6 separate regions of the Mus musculus genome follow, and regions 1, 2, 3, 4 and 5 are each linked to region 6. Evidence: chromatin contacts called from public Hi-C, HiCAR-type and promoter capture Hi-C data. All regions are on one chromosome and are shown on one strand. Each heading gives the region's core, a stretch centred on a gene start, on an enhancer-like site or on the middle of the called end of the contact. The rest is flanking DNA. Distances are from core to core; before and after follow the strand shown. Region 1 holds the start of Tmem128 (transmembrane protein 128). Region 2 holds the start of Wdr1 (WD repeat domain 1). Region 3 holds the start of Acox3 (acyl-Coenzyme A oxidase 3, pristanoyl). Region 4 holds the start of Zbtb49 (zinc finger and BTB domain containing 49). Region 5 holds the start of Lrpap1 (low density lipoprotein receptor-related protein associated protein 1). Region 6 holds the start of Mrfap1 (Morf4 family associated protein 1).

Region 1 (3,065 bases), core at 357-2,856, 1.5 Mb after region 6:
CAGATTTTCCTGCCGGGATGTGATGCTGTATTCAGCCCACCTCTCTGCCTTCCTTACATCCCCTGGCAGAACACACCAGTTCTCTTCCATACTCCCCACATCCCACAGGCAGATTTCCATTATGGCACCAGACTGACATTATCTCCGCCATTACATCCCTACCTCGTCCTCAGCATTTACTCTAAGTAGCTAGTCAGAAAATGTTGCTCTGCTCGAATTAATGAAACACGCCTCGACATTTCAAGCAGCACTGTCTTCTCTTCTATATCTGAGGTCAGGTTTGAACCAGGAGCACTTCAAGAGCAGGGTCAGTTCTTACTCATCTTGTCTCCATTGTCCGGCCTCAGGCATGGCAGTTCATAGTGAATAGCAGGTGCAATACACGCTTGACTGGTTAAGCACAAACTTTCTCAGCTCATGACTCACTAGGGAAAGAGTAGGAGAATAAACAATAGGACTCTTGATAGAAGAATAAGTTGTGATCCAGTGAAATGCAGATTATGGGCACTGGGTGGTGGGAACAATTGGCTGGAAAAGAAGGCTGGTTCCCACAGTCCAGAGAGGGCTATTTTTCACAAGCCGAGAGAAGAGGGCTCACAGGATCCCTAAACCATTGGTTTTCCCTCAAGCCCAACAAACCAGATATAGAGATGGATATAATGTCTATTAGGCAGAAAAGCAAATAGTCTTGGGTTCCTTCCTTGCCCAAAGCCATGCAACCTGTAAGTATTACCAGAGACAAAATGAACAGAATACCAAAGTAGTGATCACAGAAAAATAAAACAAATCAAAACAAACAACAACAACAACAACAACAAACAAACAAAAACCTTATTTACAGCAAATTGGAACAAGGGGGAATTGCTTCCAAAATGAATTCCCAGAAACTGGGGAAAGCTGCAGTTTATAAGAGGAATGCAGACTCTGGAGGCAAAAGGTGTCATCACATCTGGGAGGGAGTTTCCTGCAGAGTTAGTCAGATTGCATGCTCTTTCACTCATCCAAGCTATGAAAGTGAAAAATTGAGGACCTTGAGGCAGTATCATCTGCCTCAGAGTTATACTTCTGAACAACCTTAAAAGTGAGGAAAAACAAGCCGGGTATGGTGGCTCACGCCTTTAATCCCAGCACTCGGGAGGCAGAGGCAGGTGGATTTCTGAGTTCGAGGCCAGCCTGGTCTACAAAGTGAGTTCCAGGACAGCCAGGACTATACAGAGAAACCCTGTCTCGAAAAACCAAAAATAAATAAATAAATAAATAAATAAAAATGAGGAAGAACAGCTCATTATTGGGGCTCAGAATGCTGAATATGAACCCTGTCACTTTCCTGCTTTCTGGTAAACTGACAGGGATGTTGGGGGAGTGCAATTTCTTTTAATCTCAGAGGTCGTTTCCCCCTAATCTGGCGGTTCTTTGCTGTCCCTGGGACTGCCTACAACTCATCCCAGACTAGCGGTGGAACCCCTACAGAGCTGGAGTAACCGGGAGACTGGGGCTTGGAAGTTTAGCCTTGGATAGAAGGTTATTTTCTACGTTTAGGCGCTGGAAACTGGATGTTCTCAGGACCGCGCAGCCAGAGGCAACGCTAACCTTGGTCCTTTAGAGCTTCCATAGATAGTAATAATACAGGGACCCACTGCTCCTGAGACCAGAGATCCGTATTTTAAAGTTCAAGTGCTTCTTGGTGATTTAGTGCGGTTTCTTCGCCCACTAAAACCGCCAAGGTAATACAGTTTTATTCCGAGCGTCCGGAGATTCCGCCCTTGGACCTGGCGCCGGAAGTGCTGCGTGCGGTCACTTCCGTCGCACTGGCGGGCGCCAAGATGGACGCTCCGTGGGCTCGGGAGCAGCTACGGCGGCGTTACCTGTTTCCTTCCGAAGTAGAGCTGGACTGCGAGGACGAGGCCAAGCCGGGTGAGGCTCCCCAGACTCTGGGGCCCAGAGTGGGGCCGCGAGTCGGTGTCCAGGGTCCTGACAGGTCTTTCAACCATCCCATCCTCCCCTGAGCCGTATTTCCGCATTCCGTGGAGAGTCGACTTAATGCCGGCTTGGAAACCCCCTTTAAAACTAAAACCAAAACCGACCACTTCAGCTTTGCCCCAATGTAATACGGTACGGATGTATGTACTTAGCTGCCTGTCAGCAGAAAGCTAGCAAAAATCAGTTTGGATTAGATGTATCTCTGCCTGGACATCAGATAGACTTTTCTGTATCCCTGTGGGCCGTTTTCAGAAGGTATCTCAGAACAATATTTATGACATGTCACCATTTGGGTACGAACTACACTCCATTATGTGTTTTTGCCTGTAGATGCACAGAATAAAAAGCAATTTCATAGGAACGAATCATGCTAGCTTCCTATAGGCTAGAGAACGGTAAGGATGAGATACACTTTATTTTAGAGCTGTTTGACCTGGATATTGTAAGAACTTTATTTGTTAGCTTTTCAAAATAAACACTGGCAGTTTGTGTGCATTTTGAGAATATCTTCAAGAATTTGTGTTAGTAGTAACCTCTCTACAGACTGATAGTCTAGAGACCTCACTTGGAAACCAGTAGTCCTCATACAGAGATGGCATGTCGGAATCCCTTCATTTTGTTTGCAGGGAGAGCAGTGACTCGCCTGTCAACTGTGCAGTCTATGCTGTCTTCCGGGGCTACAGCTCTGGTGTGTTACTCCATGTTGGAGCTACCCCAAAAGCTGATGTCTGTTTAAAATATTTTGGTATAAATTTTATTGTATTTGGCGTTTTCCTTTTATTAGTGTATGCGCACTCATTAATTGGTACACGTGCTTTTGGAGGCCAGAGATTGCGCATCTTGCTCTTTTGGTCTCCACATTTTTTTTGAGACTAGATGTCCCTTGGCCCCTGGATCCACCTGTCTCTGTGGATGCTGGGGATGAACTCAGGTTCTCATGTTTGTGCAGCAACCATGTTACCTGCTGAACCCTCTCATTCCCCTGCTTTTGACATTTTACTTAGTTAACATAATTAATTACTTCCCTAGAGGAAATGTGAAATAAAGTGTGTGCTATACCATACTTCTGGATGGCATTGCTGTAG
Region 2 (3,039 bases), core at 88-2,587, 1.8 Mb after region 6:
GGAAATGGAGAGGAGGCCCAGCAGACTGACTCATTTCAACAACCAGAGGAAAAAAACATGAATTTGCAAGGGCCTCCCAAAAAGCTGCTGCTCTGGGGACAGCAGGTCATTTTCAGAGAACCATCCAGAGGAATTCACTAGTTCCTGTTTCCTCTCAGAGACTCAAGTCTGTAACAGTTGGCATTCAGAGGACAGGGTGTGTAGGCCTGGGCTCTAGCATACCAGGAAGCCCAGGGTATTAGGATGATTAAGCACAAGGGCCATTTACCAAGTGCTCCATTTATGCCAGGTACAGACAGCATTAGGACAGCTGACCAGCTCATTCAGCCAGCCAAGGCAGCCAGGGGAAGTGGAGGATCATTTCCCTATCTCCATTTCCCCAATGCGGAAACTGGGCTCAGGAAGGGCCAATCAACAGCCACCCCATGATCAAGCAGCAGCAGACTCAAAGCCCTTGGCTCTAAGGACTGAAGAGACCCAAGTCTTAGTTTGCCAGTCTACGGGGCTGTGGGGGTAGAGGTGGATGACACCACCACCAGTCCAGTCCAGTCCACTGAGCCTCCAAGGTGTGGCTCCTGGGCAGAAGGGGCGTGGCTCCCCTCTCCCCAGGCCAACTGACTGGGAGGTGAGGGGGCGGAAGGGCAAGAATTTCCCGACTCTGAAGGTAGCTCGCAGGGTAGGGACGGAAGCAGGCCCCGCCGGGCACAAGAGTACTCACATCGATGTTTCTTAGGATGACGCACTTGCCATTGGTGTAGAGGAAATGATCGCCCTTGGGGTCTCCACCGAGGATCTTAGAGACGCCCCGCTCCACCTGGGGGAGGCTGGCGAACACCTTCTCTGGGGAGATACAAACCCGGCACGGTGCATGAGGGGCAATCCCGGCCTCGCGGGACCCAGGGAGTTGCAGTCAGTCAGCGCTGGGGGTCCCGAGCCGGTCACCTGTTGCCGCCTGCGGGCACGACCGGCGGACTTCCCGGGCGGCGGCGGTCAGGCCCCGGGGTCCCTCCCGCAGCTCGGCCGGCCCAGTCCACAACGCCCACTCCGGGGTCCCCGGCCCGCACCCCCGCGGCCGTGCAAGACCCCGGCCGCGCCCTCCCGCCTGCACCCGACCCCAGAAGCCGGCGGCCGCGCGCGGAGGCCCACGCACTCACTGATCTCGTACGGCATCCTCGCCCACTTGTTACGGCGCTGCGCTCGAGTGGAACCTCGCAGTGGCCGAGCCCAGGGACAGCGCGGAAGGCGGCGCCGGGCGTGCCGGGCGCGGAGGGGGCGGTCCGAGACCCGGCTCCGAGACCCGTACGCGCCTGCCCCGCGCGCTACCGCTGCGGACAACCCAACCCGGAAGCGCGGCCCCGGCGCGGCTCGCCCCCAGCTTTGACCATATATAGTCAAGCGCTCGGCTCGGAGGCTGCAGCCCCACGAGCCTGCGCGGACACCGCCCCGCCCCGCTTGCGGGCCCGCCCCGGAAGTGACGTGACGCGACCCGTGAAAAGGCGGCGCGGAGGGTTGTAGGTGCGGGGCGGGAGGGTTTTTTTTCTTGGGCTGTCTGCCTTTGCACCGGGAGCCTTCTTGTGGAGCAGATCTTTCTCGAGCTTTCCAACGCCAGCTTGGCGCCCCGGCTTGCAAAAGACTTGAAGCCACTGGGCGTATGGGGTTTTGTTTGTTTGCCTTTCACTGGGTATGTTTAGGAACTTCCCCGTCTCACTCCCTCTCCCTCCTGCATGAAACTTCCTAGTAGCAAAGAAGCCAAGAATAAAGAACTGTAATTCTTAAGGATGGCAGGGGTTGTTTCCTAACACGCTCTGGGGAGGGCGTGAGGGTGGAATTCTTTTCATGGAGAGGGAAAGAAAGCAAAACCTGGAATTTTCTGAGTCTCGCAGGTTTTGATTAGGGCAAGATGAAGTCCTCTGGTTACTTGATTGAAAAGTTCTGAAGCCCTAGTTGGAAACCCGGAAAGTGGGCTTTCAAAGGAGAGCTCTTAGGAATTTGCAGCAAATGAAAAAGTCCATTTCTGCTTTGGAGCCAGGTTTGTTAATTACCCTGCGGACCAGTCCCACCCCACTCTCCTGGTTCACCTGGACACCCACCTGATTCTCCTCTAGCTTATCTTAATCTTAACTGCCATCTAGTTAGCAGTTAAATGAATTTATAGCCTATAGGAGTGCCCAGGTTTCGTAGAGAAGAGTTTAAGTGTACTCGGTAGGTCCTGTGTGGGAACCTCAGTATTTTTTGAAAAGTCTGTTTTCCTTAGTACCTAGTCTCTTGTGCTGATAGACTAGTATTTTTAAGGTTCTATGAATGTTACCCCCTGCCCTCTGTGACCTTTTGTTTGCCAGGATTGCTTGTCTAGGGATCCCACCTGTTATGTTTTATATAAAAAAAGAAAAGAAAAGAAAAAGAAGCCAGGGATATGTTTGGTGGAGGTGCAGTATGTTGTGGGGGAAAGGGGTGCCTCTGAGGGCCCATCCTGAACTGAGGCATCCCCTCCCCCTGAGGTACCAGCCACAGAACAGTATAATATGGAAATAGCTTATTTAGGACATGGGGAGGAGAGTTGAGGGGATAGTAGAGACAGAAAGACAGAGTAGAGGCCAGCCATGAACATTTGGAGTTGGTTTGGGGGGGGGGGGCGGGGATCCGGAAGAAAAGGGACAGAAGAGGAAGGGAGCAAGAGAAGAGAATGAGGAAGGGGCAAGTAGCCCCTTTTATAGTGAGTCAGGCATACCTGTTTGTTGCAGGGAACTGTGGGGTGGTGCCTAGAAGGAATGCCAGTACCACCTGGTTAATTTCTCTCAAAAGTGGTGACTTCCAGCTACTATCTCAATGATTCACCTGTCTGTCCCAGCCTTTACACTGCAACTTCCTGGGGTCCTTAGTTTGCTTTCCCCATTTGCATTGTTGATGTTGCCATAGAACCACCAAACTGCCCACCAGCAACACATGGCTCCTTAACTACAATTATGATTTCAGAACAGTCCCACTGTTAGTCTTCTAGCGACCTCACTGCACTGTGCAGATGAAAGACACTTTCCCTGG
Region 3 (3,073 bases), core at 72-2,571, 1.2 Mb before region 6:
GAACTCAAGGACTCCTTGCAATGACAGAGTTCAGGTTGTAAATGCCGGTGGAGACTGACTGCCCATTCAGACTCTTCAGAAAGGCAGAAGACAATCTTACCAGCTGTTCAGGCACTATGAAGGTGACTGGGTAGGAGTGCTTCTCTGTTTCCGGAAACTTCTAGGCTAGACTAGAGCAAGGCATCCAGGGTTGGTGGCTGCTGTCTTCTGCCTTTGCTGCCAGGTTCCCCTGCTTGGTGGTGGGAGGCCCTGTGACAACTGCACCCCAGGTGAGAAGGATGCATTTGTTCTTGGTTTATCTGAGTTTATTTGGTGACTGTTTATGGTGGGAGCAATCATATTCCTTAGGCTGCCCTCCCTTCAGTCATTTCCCTTTGCTATTATTATTATTAATAATTATTAGTACTATTATTAGTAATAATAATAATAATTGTATAGTGTGTGCAGGCACTAATGTACCAGGGAATGTTCCTGGAGATTGAAGGACCTCTTTCTGGAGTCAGTCCTCTCCATTATGAGTTCATGACCCATGTGCAGGACTCCCTACTTTCCAATAGGAAAGCCCCACTGACACCTGTGACTGCAAGTGTGTTCTGAGTCAGAGCCATAAATGCAGTAATTGCTGCGGACAAAGTAGTTATGCAGTAAGGCAAGCAGCTCCCAGCCTTAGCTGGCAGCGGCAGAGTCCACTTGTGTCTGATCCCAATGCCTTAAGTCTGTCTCTGAAACGGAATTCAGCATCTTTCTCTGGCCCTAACTCCATTATCCATCATTTTAGTCCTTTTCAAAGGTATCAGCTGTACCCATGCAGGCACACATTTCCTCTCAGCTGTACCACAATGATGAAAGTCCTGGCTGGACAAGCAGATATTTGCTCAGAAACTCCTAGCCAGGGGTGCGCTGAGCAGTTCTGTAGTGACTTTGGGAATCTGCCAACTCGAGCACTATTTAGGAGTGCCTAGCAAGGAAGCCATCTGGAAAATTAGGAGCAATTCTGAGTAAAGTGCATCTTAATGGATCCGCGGTCCAACTCTCCTGGAAGTGCTCCCAGAGCCACGAGAGGCCTGGACCTAAACACGACAGCTCTGACCGAAGGCGGTTTCTGAATAAGCCCGAAGCATCTAACCCGGGAGAAGGCAACCGGAATGAAATCCTTTAAACTCTAAACCCGGAACCGCATTTGAGCTGAGCTCTCGGAAGCGTCCGCGTTTCCCTGGCGACGGGGCGGCTCAGAATGATGACGCAAGGCTTCAGCCGGCAGCAACCCCAGTCAAGGGAGGGATGATGTCCGGGATGGGGCGGGGTGGGGCGGGGCGGCACCACCAGCTTGCTCCGCCCTCAGAAGTCAGGATATTCCTGATAAATAGTGTCCTCCAGACGCCGGGTTGACTAGGACCACGAATCCCAAGCTGGATCCGGGAGGTGAGGACGTGCCGGGCCCGGGAGATTCCAGACAGGAAGGGTTTGCAGGAGCTCAGGCTGGGGTGACTGCTGGCGTTTGCACTCTGCCTGACATCATACTCGCTAGCGGGAGAACGAACTGACCGCAGCTTTTTACAATCTGCTCGGCGGCCGGGAGGTATCCCAAGACAGAACAAAGTTAGCTTGTAAGTTGAATTTGTAGTGTCTGAGGACTGCTCCCTACTGTGCCCGGGCAGGACACTATTTATACTTCTCAAGTGCATTGTGGACTTAGCGAATTCTTAAGGAAGTGCGCTACCGCTGATCTACACCTGAAACCTTAGTTCTCCGTTTGAGTCTCAGTTGATCCGGCTGCCCTCGAACGCTATCCTCCTGACTCAGTCTTGGCATCATGGGTCAGTCCATTATGCCAACATAACACTGACTCTTAAAAGCGGGACCTAGAAGAGGAACAGAAACAAGGTCAGGTCATCTGCTACTTTGTTGTAAGACTGAAGCAGGAAGGAAATCCTTACCGTAAGGTCAGGTGGTACCAATCTCCCAGGTGTCCTGAAAGTTTCAGTCTGATAACACAATGTGTGATGTTAATGACTCTATGTTGGTTGGGTCTGGTCTGTAGGGGACATCCATATAGGACTTCAGACCAAAACTAGGGCCTCATAATTTTTTATTTTGAATAGACTAAAGGACTGGAGGAAAGTTGTGTCAGAACAGTGATAATGAAACTGTCATTTACCTCAGGAACATCACAAGTGCCTGATTTGAGTCCCAGGAACGTGGCAGACACTGCCCCGTGTGCAGAGTTATCGTTGCTTCTGAGAAACGGGGACAAAGCAGGTCGGTAAGTTCACAGAATTGGTAAACTGTATTATTGAGGCAGCTTGGCTCTGTGGGCTTTGTTTGTTTGATCTGCACCAGTGTGGCTGTGTTGGTAGCCTCATGTGGCTTGGGATCTTTGGGATCTAGACCAAAGCACCTTGCTCCTTTGCCATCGATGTTTTTAATTAAGAAGAAATTCACTTTCTCATTACCTATGAATCTGTGCCAGGGCAGGTGATTTTTGAGTATGAGAACTTTGTCCTCTCCACAGTTGTCACAAAAATGGTTCCTTCTCATTGAACTATTGTGGCATGCTAATTAAGAAGTGAGTGACCACTTGGGAGGCAGAGGCAGGTGGATTTCTGAGTTTGAGGCCAGCCTGGTCTACAAAGTGAGTTCTAAGACAGCCAGGGCTATACAGAGAAACCCTGTCTCAGGAAAAAAAAAAAAAAAAAAAAAAGAAGAAGAAGAAGAAGTGAGAGTGAGTGACAACATGCTCAAAGGTTCCTTTTTTACTCAGAGTCTCATGTAGCTCAAACTGCCTGTAATGTCTGATCCTCCTGCCTCTGCCTCAGAAGTATTTTGATTATGGTGTACATAGTGCCTGGTATGGGAGATATACATATACATATGTGTATACATATCCATGCATGACGTATATTTATATCATACATTTATTTTATGTGTTCACCTACGTGCATGTATATGACTCTATGGGTACAATACCCACAGAGGCCAGGAAAGGGTGGCATCCTTTAGTTGTGAGCTGTTATGTGGGGGGCTCGGAACCAAACCTAGGTCTTCTCCTAGAGCAGCCAGTGATCTTAACCAC
Region 4 (2,752 bases), core at 114-2,613, 1.4 Mb after region 6:
TGGATGAGGTAAATGAAGGGAAGAGGAGCCCACACCAGAATTTTAACCAAAAGGCTCCCACGGCAGAGTTTGGTGGGGTAATTCTGTCAGGCAGTTAACACTGGTGGATGATTTGTGGGAGGTTTGCCCTGAAGCTGTTTATATCAAGCTTTACAGGGGTCCTTAGGCGTTGTTAACTACTGTGCCTATCTTTATGCCTTTTTCTGAATGTATGTGCAGATATATGTGCATGTTTTGTGTAGACAAGGGTGCATATGTGTGGAGGCCAGAAGCCAGCCTCAGGCATTGTTCCTCAGGAGTCGTCCACCTTGTTTTTTTTTGAGAAAGGGTCTCTTACTGAGGTGTGAGGCTCACTGATTTCAGGAATCCACCTATCGCCACCTCCCCAGTGCTGGTGTTACAAGGGCATACCACCTAATGGGCTCTTTATGCATTCCGTTGCGTTCTCCAGAACCTCAGAATTTGAATACCTGTAGCAATTACACCCTTAAGAAGGCAACTGTATTTTAAAAATTAAAAAGAGCCTCTTCGGATGGGTTCTGTGGCAGAAATGCCTGAGCTGCGATGGCACAGAGGGAAGACTGTGTGGGGATACAGCAAGAGTGACCACCAGTAAGCCAGGACAGTCCTCTAAAGCAAGCAAACCCGATGACACCACATTCATGGCCCGCCGTCCTCTAGAAGTGTGAGAAACTAAAGCTCTCTCATCTGAACCACCTCATCTGTTGTCCCTTGCTTTAGGAGCCACAGCAAACAGGAGACGTCTCTGTCACCAACAAACGCCCACGCCTGGGTTGAGGTTTCTCACAATACTGTTCATAGCCTGCTGGACGTTCATTCAGTCATTTAAGCAACAGTGCCCACTAACGTATACCAGATGCTGTCTTTCCCACAGAGGCGCGCCCAGCACCTGCCGTGGTCCCGAGGAGTAGGCGCTGCAGTAATAGCATCCTACAGATGGAACACCATGGCACCTAGGATCACGCGGTGAGTGAGGCAGGGGGCGGCTTAGGGGCCCGGGGAAATAAGCGCCTCTCCTATCTCGGGGCGACGCAGACACCAAGAGCGGCGCAGACCGCAGCAAGGGTGACTGCAGGAAGGAGGAGGCCCGGCTCCGGTGCCCGGAGCTTAGCTTTGTGCTCCGCCGAGCCCCATCACACAGCGCTGCGAGTAAGCCGCGCGCACCCTACCCGCGCCAACCCACGGGAGTCGAGTGTCCCGGGCCGCCTTACCCGCGGAGGCCGCTCTCGCCCGGCCGCCTCCCTGACACCCTTTCTCGTCGCACTCTCGGTGTCAACTGCAGGACTCCAACCGCCTCGGAACCATTCCGACAACGCCCCCTCGGCAGCTCATCGGCAACTTCCGCCGCCGTCACTTCCGTCTGGGAGGGGCGTGGCCTCTGCGCGCACGCGCGTTGGCGCGCGCCGCCGGGATTGAGTTCTGCGCGGGGTGGCTGGGCGAGCCGGTGGCGGTGCTACGCTGGGTGGCTGCCGCTCCACGTGCTCCCGGCGGCCGGTTGAGACCGTTGGCGGGGTCGGCTGACAGGTGAGAACTGCTTGGAGCCCCGGGACATGGAGGAAGGGCGATGGTGGCATGGCTGCCTTCCTTGAGGACTCGCTCGCGGGCAAAACCTAGCCTTTTGAGTTCCTGGAGATATTGCATCCCGGTTTTTAGTCCGGCACTCGGGGCCGGCCAGATGGTACGGTTAGTCCTCAGCGCACAGGGCTTATAGACCTGCTGGCTGATGGGGAGAGGGCTTTTCTCTGAGGCTCGAGAACTAGGTCCGGAGGAAGGACCTTATGGCTCCTGGAGCTCAGAGGACCAAAGACCTAAGTGCCCGCGAACCCCCAAATATCGATCTAGATACAAGCTACTTAACCTAGTGGTGCCCAGCTCCACGTCTGTCCAAAAGGGATACCAGAGAATCTAATTTAGGGTGTGTGTGAAGTTTACAGGGGTAAAAGGCTTGGCGTATAGTGGTTGCTCAGCATGTGTCAGGATTTTTCCTGCAGCAGCTACCTCCTAGGAGATAGAGGTAAGAGAGATGATAGGGGTCTATGTGCCCGAAAGCCTAGCTTCTGCCCAGCGAAGCCCAGGGATATGAAGCCTGCTCAAATTGTGTCAAGAGTTTAGTGTCTACCGTAGTGCCTAACACCTGCAAGTTATTCATATGAAGCTGTGGTGAGGAGACTTGAACTGCCTCTACCGAAGCAGGGGCATGGCTTGGATTCTTTGAGCTTCAGTGGAAACATGTGGCCCACTCATAGTCTTCCCCTGGGGTCCCAAGAGGGTGGAGATATGTGCTGTTTTTTTATCTTTTAGTGTACCTGTGATTTCTAGGAATTCTGGAAGGAGCTTGTGCCTAGTTATAGTGGGCCGACTCCCTATTTCAGAGATGGGGAGAAATTGAAGTTTAAAGGGAGCAGTTGCCTGCCTGGCCTTTAAGATGGCCTGGTTTTAGGGCAAATATTGTCTCTGTGTGTACATGAGTTAAACAAGTGATAGTCCAGTCTGTAAAGTGCTTGACACACAAGCATGAGGACATGAATTTCCATGCCCAGAACCCAGGTTAAAAAGCAAGATGTGGTGACAGAACCCTGTGGCTCTCTATCCAGCTCGCTTAATAAACTCCCAGTGAGAGAGAGAGAGAGAGAGAGAGAGAGAGAGAGAGACAAGGTAGGGGGCTGGAGGCATGGCTCAGGGATTAAGAGTATTTGCTGTTCTTCCAGGGGACCTGAGTTCAGTTCTCAGC
Region 5 (2,700 bases), core at 175-2,674, 1.7 Mb before region 6:
TAATGTCTTCGTGGCCCCATCCTCATCTTACTGGGTAATCCCAGGTGAAGCACACTCATCCCGTGGGCACACCCCTGGAGATGGCGGTCAGGGACAGCCAGCCTTTTACCCTAGATGGTTCCCACTGCTCCCATGCTCTTCACACAGCCACTCCCAGCTCTGCTCCCGGACCCTTCCCCCAGAAAGCTGAACTGCTTTTCCAGGCCACAGGGCTGTCCTAAACCTTTGCAGGCTGGACACTTGTCCCCCTCTTGCAGCAGTCTCTCAAAGACACTGGCTGGCCACTAAGCTGTCTGTGAGGCACCACTCCCCTTCCCCAGAAGCCAACCTCCCAACTACCTCTCCATCCAAAGTCTCCAGGGCCAAAGTTCTACACGGTTTTATTTTAAAAAATCACTTAGTTTGCAAATTATTTACTCTCCCCTCAAACTCAGGAATGTTTAAGCTGGAGGGCTAAAGGGCAACCCTCTGCAAGCTCTAGAGGAAGATAGTGTGGCTCTGAAAGAATACTTAAACAAAAGCCCAAGTCCTAGCCTAGGACTGTAATCTGGGAGGGGACCCAAGTTCCAGGCCAGCCCTCAGGCTCTGGATATCTCCATTTCAAAAGGAAGAGAGATTAGCATAGCTACTAAATCTAACTTCAGCATTCCCCAGACAGGGTGTAGTGTTTACCTATACTAAGGAATTCCAATCCCCTAAGGAACTGCTTTACCCAAATTAACCAGCTCCATTAGCAACTGGGGCTTCTGCAATCTCCATACAGTCTTATCTCAGGGCACCGTTTTTTTTTTTCTTTCATTGGAGTAAATACAGATAAAGAAAAGACTTCCAAGTCTGGCCCCATGTAGAAAGTGCCCCCCCTCCCCTCTACCTCCATCTGAATTGGCTCTTTGGAAAATTAGCTTTTTGGGCAGAGGTGTCCACAGCTAGGAAGGGTGGGTGTCACTCATTCTTTAGGGTCCCTAATTGCACTAAAGGCAACCACAGGCCCTTGACACCAGCACCAAGTTCCTTTAGGGCCTATGGGTCTCTTATTACAAGTGAGGTCAAGATGGCCCACCTGACATTTAAAGGGGGGCTGTACAAAGGGTAGGCCGTTCCCCGTCCCAGAGGTTATGTTGGCCTCTCAATCAGGGCCCTGCTCTCCTTCGCTCACACGCAGCACCTCGCCCCCATCCCCGCGCGTCTCCCTGGCCCCGCTCACCCGCTTGGCCTTCTCCCATAGCTGGTTCAGCTTCTCCATGCGGAACTCCTCCCCGGACTCGCGCTTGGCGGCCATCTCCGGCTCGTTCTTCTCTCGCGAGTACTTGCCGCCATGGCCTGCTATGGGCTGGGGCACAAGCATCAGCGGCAGCAACAACAGCACTAGCAGTTGGAGCCGGGGCAGCGTAGAGACCCTCTCTCTTCGAGGCGCCATCTTCCTCTGAAGCGCTAGCAGACTGACAGGACTGGGTCTTGTAGGACCGCCCATCTGTAGCCCCGCCCATCAACCGGTCTCCGCGAGGCCCCGCCTCCCTTCTCAATCCGATCCCGCCCACCCCAGGCCCCGCCCATATGACTGCCCACTTTTCGGTCTCTGGCTCCGCCCTGCCCAACACCAGCAAAGAGCAATTATCCCAAGGTATTTTCACGCTGGGGCTGCAAAATTCAGAGCTCACTAGCGGGGCTGTAAGGAGAAGCAGCTGGGAAAGCGCACTTATGCACCGCCCCACTCCTCGTAATCACACAAGAAGTGCGGCGGAAGATGATTTTGCCATTAAACCCGGGAGCAGCTATCTCAGCTCCGTCTTTGGGACACATCCCAGACACTTCCCCTCCGGGGTTTCTGTTTGGAAGGCTTTGTGCACTTGCCTAGTCTCTGCACCTGCAGCCCTGGAGAAAATCCAATGGACATAGTGAGGCCCAGCAAGCCTGTTGGGGACATGGCCTGGCCTGGTGACAACCTGGTGCTCGAGGAACCCAGGAGTCTGGTACAGGCACCAGCAGTTTGGGCCCAGGAGGGACAGGCAGAAGAGTCGTCTGGTAAGGATGACCAGTGTCTTAGTCAGGGTTTCTATTCCTGCACAAACATCATGATCAAGAAGCAAGTTAGGGAGGAAAGGGTTTATTCGGCTTACACTTCCATGCTGCTGTTCATCACCAAGGAAGTCAGGACTGGAACTCAAGCAGGTCAGGAAGCAGGAGCCGAGCAGAGGCCATGGAGGGATGTTCCTTACTGGCTTGCTTCCCCTGGCTTGCTCAGCCTGCTCTCTTATAGAACCAAGACTGCCAGCCCAGAGATGGTACCAATCACAAGGGGACCTCCCCACTTGATCACTAATTGAGAAAATGCCTTACAGTTGGATCTTGTGGAGGCATTTCCCCAACTGAAGCTCCTTTCTCTGTGATAACTCCAGCTGTGTCAAGTTGACACAAAACTAACCAGTACAACCAGAAAGGGTCTCCAATAGGGAGATACATGGAGGACAAGGGTAGGGGATATTTGGGGGGAGTGGTGCTTTTTTCTTTTTTTAATAGTTTTAAGCTGTATTTTGTGTTTCCACAAAAAGGGTTCAGTATATCTGGAACCCTGGTGGTTTGCAGACGTTAGCACCTGTTTTCTGAGATCTATTTTTGGTTTGGTTTGGTTAGCTCTGGTTATCCTGGCATTCACTATATAGACCAAACTAGCCTCAAACTCAGAGATTTGTATGCCTCTGC
Region 6 (2,700 bases), core at 71-2,570:
TCTGCCATTGCTGCATGGAGTCTTCGAGAATTAACACAGCTCCTTCAGAACTTTCAGAGGCGGTGAGCTTCAACTCTGAGTCTCAAGTGTCACAGAGATTCAAAGTTCAGGGAGCTATCAGGTCACCCAAGAAAGAGCAAAGCACCTCAAAATTTAGGAACAACAACCAAAGGCCAGGAATGAACGTTATTCAACTGCCACAGGGCTTACAATCTAGGCCCTAATTCCCGTATGTGAGCGCATTTTCCAAATCAAAGTTATTTCCCCCAAACAAACAAAAAAAAGGAACCACCGAATAATCAAAAACTCATATCGAGGTCGTCAACCGCAGACCATAGCAGAAACGTAGTGTCAGTGAGAAACAGAGGGAAGACAGAGGGGAAAAGAAAAAAAAATAAGAAGGAGATAAAAAAAAAAAAAAAGGAAAACAAAAGGCTCTCTGGTTTCAGCTTCTCCAGGGTGTCATGTCAGCCAATCGCCATCACTCAACCAGAATCCATTGGCTGGAAACCTAAGGCACGGGCGGGAGAGATTCATCACCGAGAGGTTAATCACGCTGTCCGGACAGCAAAGCAAATACCCGGCCCCCTTCTGGACGCTGTCTCACTTAGGGCCCCATGCTCTCCAGCACCATCTGGAAACTTCCACGGTCTCCCCGCCGACGATTTGCTATTACTCCTTCCCCAGGGGGGGCCTAGTTTACTCCCGAGGCGACAAGCCAGCCTCCTCCCCCACCGTCGCCCACGCCCCGCCAGGCTCCCGCCCTTACCGCGGCCGGCTCCTCACGAAGACTCGCTCTTCTCTATCCGCCGCACGAGCTGCACCAGCATCTCGGCCATCTTCGCCATCTCCTGCGCCTTCTCGTCGGCCTTCTCCGCCCGGGGGCCGCGGGGCTCGGCGCCGCCGGCACCCTGCAGGTGGTTGAGGGCGCTCTCCTCGGAGGCCTCGACCTGCGTCTTGATCTGGATCAGCATATTGTCCATCTCCCACAGCTTGCCCCGGTTGCGCGCCGGCGCGCGCCCGCGCTCGCGCGTCAGCGACGCGATGTCCTCGCGCATCTCGTGGATGACGGGCAGCAGAAACTGCTCGAAGTCCTCCTCGGGCTCCAGCACCTCCACCTCCTCGGGCTCCGCCAGCTCCACCGCGTCCAGGGGCCGCATCGCCGCTGCTCTGCTCGTCTGCACGACCCTCACGGACGGAGCTCGGGCCGAGTCCTCAAAACTTCCGCCGCCGGTCCAACTTTCCGCCTCGGAGAAGCCACGGAGACGAGTGACTGCCGAGCGGGCGAGCGACGAACAAAATGGAGTCTCAACCGTCAACCAGCGCTCGGCGCTTTGCGACCCCTTTCACGACACCTCCGCGCCCCCTCTTTACGGCCGCGCTGAAAGGGGCGGGCGCGCTCGCGTCCACGAAGGGGCGGGGCGAGCGCCTCTGCGGCCGCGCGCTGACATTAGGTCGGCCTCCCTTTCGCAGCTTTTGCAGCTGCTCTGGGTGATGCGAAGTTCGTCCCTTCCTGTATCTTATTCCGATTTTATTTATTTACTTTTTGAAACAGGACCTCACGCTGTAGCCAAGGCTGGCCTGGAACTCAATTATTTGGCTTAAACTGATCTTGAACTCTAGGCAGTCCTCTTGCCGTAGCTTCCCGTGTCGCAGGTGTGAGCCACCGCACCCGACAAGTTTACTTTTAAAAAAGAAAAAGAGCCCGCCTTTAATTCCAGCACCTGGGAGGTAGAGGCGGCAGGCAGACCGATCCTTGAGTTTGAGGTCATCCTGGTGTACATAGTGAGTTCAGTACATAGACCCTGTTTCAAAACAAATCAAAACCACCAAACAAACAACAACAACAACAACAAAAACAGTTTTTCGAAACTGGGGAAAGAGGAATCTTGGAAAGCCATGTGTGGACAGTCATCCTGCTCATAGCTCCGCCCCTTTGGTTAGTTTAAGTGAATTATCATATCTTGATTGACGGAGTGGCTGGGTGTGTTTTTACCTGACAGAGCTCCTGGCTTCCTAAGGTGAAACTATTGTCTGATGCTTTCTGAGGCCCCAGGTCACATTCAGTTGGTGATCACTTGCTGTGGAAAGGACAGAAGTTGGCTCAGACGACTACATTTGCGTAACTGTTACTCAACCAACACTGAACTTTAAGGGGAGATGCCGAATTCTTAGTCTACGATCAGACAGTACTTTCTCAGGAATCTAAACTATGTATCTCACTGGTTTTCTAACCACAAGTCGTGAAACCATTTTGCAAAAACCAACCATAGGCATATATAAAGTGCATATCTTTAATTGGACTCTACACTCAGTGGCTTTTGTTTAAAAATAATCCAGGGTAAGAACATGAATAAGCAAATGGTTCAGAGGACAATGGGATACTGTTGCACACTGCATCAGGATACTTAGACTGCAGAACCCTGACATGGGGAAAGGCTGGTATACATTGATCCCAGGAAATTCTCTTCTTTCTCTCCCTCTCGCTACTACTCTCCCTTCCCCTCCCTCACCCTCTCACTCTGCCCCTCCCTCCCGTCTTAATTGGTGGGAATGTGATCTCTATGGCTAAGACAGCTTCTACTGTACAACCCAGCAAATTAGTTGAACCCATGAATCCACCCAAAACCCTGCACATGGATTGTACCCATTAGTGATTCCCTCTGAGTTACCAATAATGTATCAGTGTCACATTAAGGA

Evidence for each region. Promoter capture Hi-C pulls out the DNA fragments that hold promoters and counts their contacts. A called contact is a pair of places that touch in the nucleus more often than the background predicts. HiCAR-type assays count read pairs that join an accessible place to other places. Capture Hi-C pulls out chosen DNA fragments and counts their contacts.
Region 1: a contact with region 6 is called in a promoter capture Hi-C map of adipose tissue, with 2.4 times the contacts expected there. The contact joins the promoter of Tmem128 here to the promoter of Mrfap1 in region 6. A contact is called at or near these places in 1 of 39 promoter capture datasets (the 3T3-L1 cell line) and 1 of 9 other capture datasets (adipose tissue).
Region 2: a contact with region 6 is called in a promoter capture Hi-C map of liver, with 3 times the contacts expected there. The contact joins the promoter of Wdr1 here to the promoter of Mrfap1 in region 6. A contact is called at or near these places in 2 of 39 promoter capture datasets (the 3T3-L1 cell line and liver).
Region 3: a contact with region 6 is called in a Hi-C map of B cells, with 5 read pairs. The contact joins the promoter of Acox3 here to the promoter of Mrfap1 in region 6. A contact is called at or near these places in 6 of 39 promoter capture datasets (3T3-L1-derived adipocytes, hematopoietic stem and progenitor cells, liver and 2 more), 1 of 484 Hi-C or Micro-C datasets (B cells) and 2 of 9 other capture datasets (adipose tissue and liver).
Region 4: a contact with region 6 is called in a HiCAR-type map of astrocytes, with 4 times the contacts expected there. The contact joins the promoter of Zbtb49 here to the promoter of Mrfap1 in region 6. A contact is called at or near these places in 1 of 39 promoter capture datasets (pre-B cells) and 1 of 115 datasets of contacts at active chromatin or transcription factors (astrocytes).
Region 5: a promoter capture Hi-C map of pre-B cells shows a contact between it and region 6, with 2.2 times the contacts expected there. The contact joins the promoter of Lrpap1 here to the promoter of Mrfap1 in region 6. A contact is called at or near these places in 2 of 39 promoter capture datasets (embryonic stem cells and pre-B cells).

Annotation. Positions count from the first base shown.
Region 1 is chr5:38,258,579-38,261,643 of GRCm38.p6, forward strand. Tmem128 (transmembrane protein 128) reads left to right here and starts at 1,607. Exons shown (of 5, transcript NM_025480.4): 1 at 1,607-1,914. The coding sequence starts at 1,824.
Region 2 is chr5:38,560,362-38,563,400 of GRCm38.p6, forward strand. Wdr1 (WD repeat domain 1) reads right to left here and starts at 1,338. Exons shown (of 15, transcript NM_011715.3): 1 at 1,155-1,338; 2 at 719-840. The coding sequence starts at 1,170.
Region 3 is chr5:35,581,713-35,584,785 of GRCm38.p6, forward strand. It overlaps Acox3 (acyl-Coenzyme A oxidase 3, pristanoyl), which reads left to right and starts at 1,322. Exons shown (of 19, transcript NM_030721.3): 1 at 1,322-1,422; 2 at 2,164-2,263. It overlaps 4931431C16Rik (RIKEN cDNA 4931431C16 gene), which reads right to left. Exons shown (of 4, transcript NR_045807.1): 4 at 1-1,862.
Region 4 is chr5:38,219,091-38,221,842 of GRCm38.p6, forward strand. It overlaps Zbtb49 (zinc finger and BTB domain containing 49), which reads right to left and starts at 1,364. Exons shown (of 8, transcript NM_029162.3): 1 at 1,233-1,364. It overlaps Lyar (Ly1 antibody reactive clone), which reads left to right and starts at 1,392. Exons shown (of 9, transcript NM_025281.3): 1 at 1,392-1,545.
Region 5 is chr5:35,104,275-35,106,974 of GRCm38.p6, forward strand. It overlaps Lrpap1 (low density lipoprotein receptor-related protein associated protein 1), which reads right to left and starts at 1,425. Exons shown (of 8, transcript NM_013587.3): 1 at 1,205-1,425. The coding sequence starts at 1,417.
Region 6 is chr5:36,795,434-36,798,133 of GRCm38.p6, forward strand. It overlaps Mrfap1 (Morf4 family associated protein 1), which reads right to left and starts at 1,321. Exons shown (of 2, transcript NM_026242.3): 1 at 770-1,321; 2 at 1-511. The coding sequence starts at 1,160. The coding sequence ends at 783.